Regions from separate parts of the Mus musculus genome. Here region 2 is linked to region 1. The links are chromatin contacts, called in public HiChIP or PLAC-seq maps. All regions are on one chromosome and are shown on one strand. The core of a region is the stretch at or near the end of the contact, and the rest is flanking DNA. Distances in the headings are between cores, read along the strand shown. Region 1 overlaps Nhej1 (non-homologous end joining factor 1). Region 2 holds the start of Zfand2b (zinc finger, AN1 type domain 2B).

Region 1 (2,610 bases), core at 79-2,578:
TTTAGGTGTATAAGTTCAGGGCACCATGATGGAGGATCAAGATGAAGAGGTAAATAGGTCCAGTCTTAATAGCATACAAGGAATTTGGACTTTACCCTACATGCCACTATAAGAACCACTAAAGGACTATAAGCAAGAAAGCAAGACAATCATGTCTCTTTTTCAAAGAGACTATTCTGATAAATGTAAATTTAACTGGGAAGCAGAAAGAGGATGATGGGAAGGCAGGTAAGAGGGCAGTTGCAGCATCAAGCCAAAAGGGTATCAGCTTATCTAAGGCAACAAAAGCTAGACTAAAGAACAGACTCCATGGTGGTTGGTGAGTCATAATTGGAAATGAAAACCAAGAAGAAAGCAGCAATGCAGGTGAAACCTCAGTTTCTGGTTTAGGGAACCGATGGATGATGGTTTAATCTACCAAGGCAAAGAATACAAATAAAGAACGGGTTTAAAGAAAGAAGTAACTAATTCATGTGGAGCATGCATTAGAGGCACTGATACCTACCAGTAAGATAGATATCCATGTGGAAATATCAAGGATGCAGAAAAAAAGCATGGGTCTATATGACATGGTGCTCTAAAACTAGCTCTCAGTGGTTTACAGTGCTGTTGGGACTAGGCTCTCAATGAGACAACCCAGAGGAAGGGAAAATAAATAAGATCTTGGATCTGATCCTGGGTACCATGAACATTCCTGACACAAGGTTTTTTGGTTGTTGTTTTTTTGTTTGTTTGTTTGTTTGTTTTTGTTTTTTAAAAAAAGGAGACCCATCCAGAGAAAACAAGGAAACCCCCTGTAGATGCATGTAACAGGAGAGCAGTTTTCAGGTTGCTCCTGAGTCTCCCCAGGTCTACCCAGTGCTTCTGACATAAACTCAAGCTTAGGAAGAGCAGCAGTGGGTAGCTTTTTAATGTCAAGTAATGCTCTAGAATGCTGCAACTAGACTACAGCTACGGCTACATTTAGGATACTGAGTCAGATCAATGTCAAATATCAAACTTCTTAGCTAGTATATCACACCAAGGAGATTATCTAAGTGTCCCGAGACATTCAAAGTACAGCAACGGGAGATGTTGATGTGTTGGCTATCCTTGTGTAATGTCTGAGAAGAGAGCTACAAAATCCCTATCTCTGTAAGGGCCCCCACCCAGAGAAAGCCAACAACGTGCAGTTGCCCAGGTTTTGGTGTAAAGGGCTGATTCCTAGCCAGAGGTTGCCAGCTGCAGAGGGCGGGGCTCTATTTTGGGCTGCCTGCTGTCGCTGAGCCTGTCCGAGTCTGGTTTGAGCAGCATGCAGCCCCAGTGACTCACACACCCATGCTAACCGCCTGTGGCTCAGTGGCATGGCCTCAGAAAGCCAACCTCAGGCCAGCTCCCTCCTCACCCTATTACACTGGGATAAATAAATAAAGAGCCCGCCAGCAGCCACACAGCCTGATAGCAACCAGATGGGGAAAGAAAGGCATGGGCAGGGCCAGGGAAAGGAACTCCTCCAACAGAACAGCTGTAAGGGGCTTCACCAGCCTGTGCTCATCCGTAACACAGTTATCCTGCCATGTGTAACAGTCCCCAATTCCTCAGCTTCTCTCCCACACTTAAAGATGCCTCTCAGCACTTTAGCCCCAGCCCCTGTTACGTCAGGCAGAAGCAGGTAGATCTCCAAGAGTTCAAGATCAAGCTGTTCTACATAGCAAATTTCCCCCTTAGTTGGGTCACTAGCAATTGGTGTCCATATGTTCTCTGAAAATGAAAAGTTAGAGGTTCTTTATCTTATTGTATTTTGTTTGTTTGAGACAGGGTCTCTATGTAGTCCTATCTGGCCTGGAACTTGCCATGAAGACCAGGTTGGCCTTGAATTTGCAGAGATCTGCCTGCTTCTTCTACCTCCTGAGTACTAGGGCTAACTAAAGGTGTGCACCTGGCTAAGTCAGAGTTTCTTAAGGGAAGAAGTAAAGCAAAAACATCAAATATGAGGAAGTACCCCTGTCTAATGGTTAAATATCTTCTCTAACTTTAGCATCCTAGAACTCTCTATGCCCTCCTGGCCCTGTACTGTATGTGTCCATGGCCTCTTGCCTAGCAGGATTTCCAATGGGAATAGAAGTAGCCCCAGGCACTGACCGCATGGCCCTCTGACACTGGCCTGGCCTCCTTGCCTGTTCATCCCAACTGTCTCCCTGGTTTGTTTATTTTCTATTCCATGTTGCTTATTTTGATGGCACATCCTTTCAATCCAGTCTTGGATGACCTCCTGACCCTTTTATGTCCTGTTTATAGGACCCCAGGCAAGCATAGTAACTGAAAAGATACTGTAGCTCTACAGTCCCAGTACAAACCTTTCAGTTCTAGCAGCTACATGAGACATTCTGAAGATAGTACAGGCGCCCTAGAGGTCCCAAGAATTCTCATTACCCAAGCTCCCCTCAACAGAGCATACAGACTTCAGCCACTTACTGCTGCAGCTCAGTTTCCTTATCTTCAAAATAGAAATCTGAGACTGGAGGGATAGCTCAGAGAGCAAAAGGCCACCAACCCTGATGGCCTTGATCCTCAGAACACACATGGTAGAAGAAGGCTGATTCCCACAAGTGCTCTGAACTACACTACAAA
Region 2 (2,610 bases), core at 65-2,564, 130 kb after region 1:
ATGAGTGTGGCAGGCATGTAAGTCGGCAGATGACCCAAGTCAAGGTGTTTGGGTACAGTTAGAGCTGAGAACAGGGCTTCTGCCTGAGGTAGCCAGGAAAGACTGTCTTAATTTCTACCGGTCTTAGAGTGAAAATCAAAGGAAGAGGAGGGGAAAGTTGAGAGGCAGAAACTGGTTTTTTGTTTGTTTGTTTGTTTACTTCACCTGATTACTTGTTTCCACGTCTAGACCTACGGGAAGGTAGAGTGACTACCAATTCCAAGTAGGAGAAGCTGTGTGAGAAGCAAAATGTGCTGAGCCAGGAAGGTCTCAGTCTGTGGTTCCTAAAGGTGTACACCAGTTTAATGACTGCCACTCTTCAAAAAACATTCCAGAACCCCTGAGAATGTGCTAGGCTAGTGTTTTTCAAGTTGAGACATACTAGAAATGTGTTACCATTCCTTCTGGAGCTCCCCTCTGAGTCAGAAGTCCTAGGACCCAGGCATCTGTTTAAAATAGCTATGTAGTGAGTTTCACCTGAGACTGTTGTACTTTAGGTATTATGTGCCAGGCAGGGCCCAGTATGAAACAGGTAGAGCTGATCCTTGACTCTTTGATATATTTTAATTTTATCATTGAAGGGAAGGGTGTGCAGTTCTCTTGGGTTTTTCGTCTTCTCTCCTTTCACTATGGATGTCTCTTTTCACCAGGTAGTCCCCTTTGTGTGGCCGATGCCTCTCTCTCTCTCTCTCTCCCTCCCTCCCTCACCCCCGAGCCTGGGTGTCTCTATGTAGTCTTGGCTGTCCTAGAATTCGATATGTAGACCATGCTGATGTCGAACTCACAAAGATTCACCTGCATCTGCTTTCTGAGTGTTGGGAGTAAAGGCTTGAGACACTGTGCCAGGTTGGTGAACAGCTGATTTCAATGAGGTGACGTGTAAACTGGGATGGAGGGGAGGAGAAGACAGAGCAGGTGTGCTCAGATCATACCGACAAGGGCTAGGGATGTCTTAGAGGGTGAACATCAACACTAAAACCTGGAGAGGAATCTGCACCACTGAGAAACACTGTAACTCCTCACAGAAAAGAGGTAGCCTCGGTCTGGAGAAATGGCTAGAGAAAAGTAAGGTAGTGACGAAGTGAGCAGGCTAAAGGCCGAACTGCTTCCAAACCACCCTTGTCCACCGACACGTCCATCTTTGCCTTCACTGGTTGGTTCTGAAAAAACTCTTCTAAGCTTTACACCCGCTCCCGGGCGTGGCTCAACTCTTCTGGGACTCTCCGCCTGCAATCTACTGTTGCCCGGGATGGACCCGCCCAACGTGATGACGTCAGAGCGCGCGAGCCCTCGGGAGGAGGAGTAGGGGCTGCGGGCCGGCGGACGCTCAGGCTTCGGTAACCTGTGCTGGGCGGGGGAGAGGAAGGGGCGGGGCGGGGAGCCCCCCGGAGTTGCTGTGTTGCGGACGGGGCCCGGAGCGGGAGTCCTTGGCACGCTCAGCTCTCGTTTCTTCCCCGCAGCAGGCCCCGCACGGCCAGGCGATGGAGTTTCCGGACCTCGGGGCTCACTGTTCCGAGCCGAGCTGTCAGCGCTTGGGTGAGGGGCGGAGCACGCGGGAGGCGGGGCCGGACGGCTGGGGCTGGGGACTGCAGGTAGGGCCAGGAGGGTGAGCACTGGAGCTGGAAAGGCCAGGAGGGCGGGGCTCGAAGTTGTGGGCGGAGACTAGGGGCGTGGCCAAATTGATCGTGTACTGTGAAAGAGGTACAGTGTGTTGCAAATAGGGCAGAGTTTTTCCTACCTGAGTAGCAGCTTTGCGCAAGAGGAAAGGACATCTAAGTTTCCTTTGAACCCGCAATCTGACCCATTCTCTGTAGATTTTTTGCCACTCAAGTGCGATGCCTGCTCGGGCATCTTCTGCGCAGACCATGTGGCCTACGCCCAGCATCACTGTGGATCAGCTTACCAAAAGGTGAGGGGGCGATCGTGAGGGTGGCAGGGGTTGGTGTATGGAGAGGAGAGCGGGTGCAGATGCTTTCAGGATCTGTCTATTTTATGTTTTCCCCTCTTAGTTATTGTGTTTCTAAGCCCAGCACTGGGTAACTTTGTTTTTTGTGTATTTGTGAGTGGTATATCCGGGTTCTTTAAGAGATTGCTTGGCTCTCATACTGACTCCTGACCCTTGACTATAGGATATCCAGGTACCTGTGTGCCCTCTCTGTAATGTGCCTGTGCCGGTGGCCAGAGGAGAGCCTCCTGACCGTGCTGTGGGAGAGCACATTGACAGAGACTGTCGTTCTGACCCAGCACAGCAAAAACGCAAGGTAAATAAATAATGGAGGGGTTAGTGAGACAACCCAGCGTAGTATACGGACATCTGCAAACCCAAAAGGCTAGCTCCATGGGGGCCAGAGGAGAAGATGAGTTTCCTAAATAACAAACCCTGTTTCATCTCAGATCTTCACCAATAAGTGTGAACGTTCTGGCTGCCGGCAGCGGGAGATGATGAAACTGACTTGTGATCGCTGTGGCCGAAACTTCTGCATCAAGCACCGTCATCCCCTGGACCATGAATGCTCTGGGGAAGGTCATCAGACCAGCAGGGCAGGGTAATTACCACCAAATAGCCAACTT

What was found. HiChIP or PLAC-seq counts read pairs in DNA pulled down with a chosen protein or histone mark.
Region 2: a contact with region 1 is called in an HNF4G HiChIP or PLAC-seq map of pancreatic cancer cells. The contact joins the promoter of Zfand2b here to the enhancer-like site in region 1. A contact is called at or near these places in 3 of 39 promoter capture datasets (the C10 cell line, cranial neural crest and neutrophils), 1 of 15 datasets of contacts at CTCF or cohesin (large pre-B cells), 1 of 115 datasets of contacts at active chromatin or transcription factors (pancreatic cancer cells) and 3 of 9 other capture datasets (adipose tissue, liver and pancreatic islet).

Annotation. Positions count from the first base shown.
Region 1 is chr1:75,039,268-75,041,877 of GRCm38.p6, forward strand. The region is part of intron 6 of Nhej1 (non-homologous end joining factor 1); the gene reads right to left. Among named protein-coding and RNA genes, the nearest start is that of Nhej1, 85 kb to the right of the region's middle. Within about 2 kb of position 1,329, at least 42 of the 459 cell types and tissues checked have an H3K27ac peak or open chromatin away from gene starts, as enhancers often do. A contact at or near this core is called in pancreatic cancer cells, where this site is marked.
Region 2 is chr1:75,167,332-75,169,941 of GRCm38.p6, forward strand. Zfand2b (zinc finger, AN1 type domain 2B) reads left to right here and starts at 1,315. Exons shown (of 10, transcript NM_001159905.1): 1 at 1,315-1,376; 2 at 1,500-1,575; 3 at 1,854-1,948; 4 at 2,169-2,300; 5 at 2,434-2,585. The coding sequence starts at 1,521.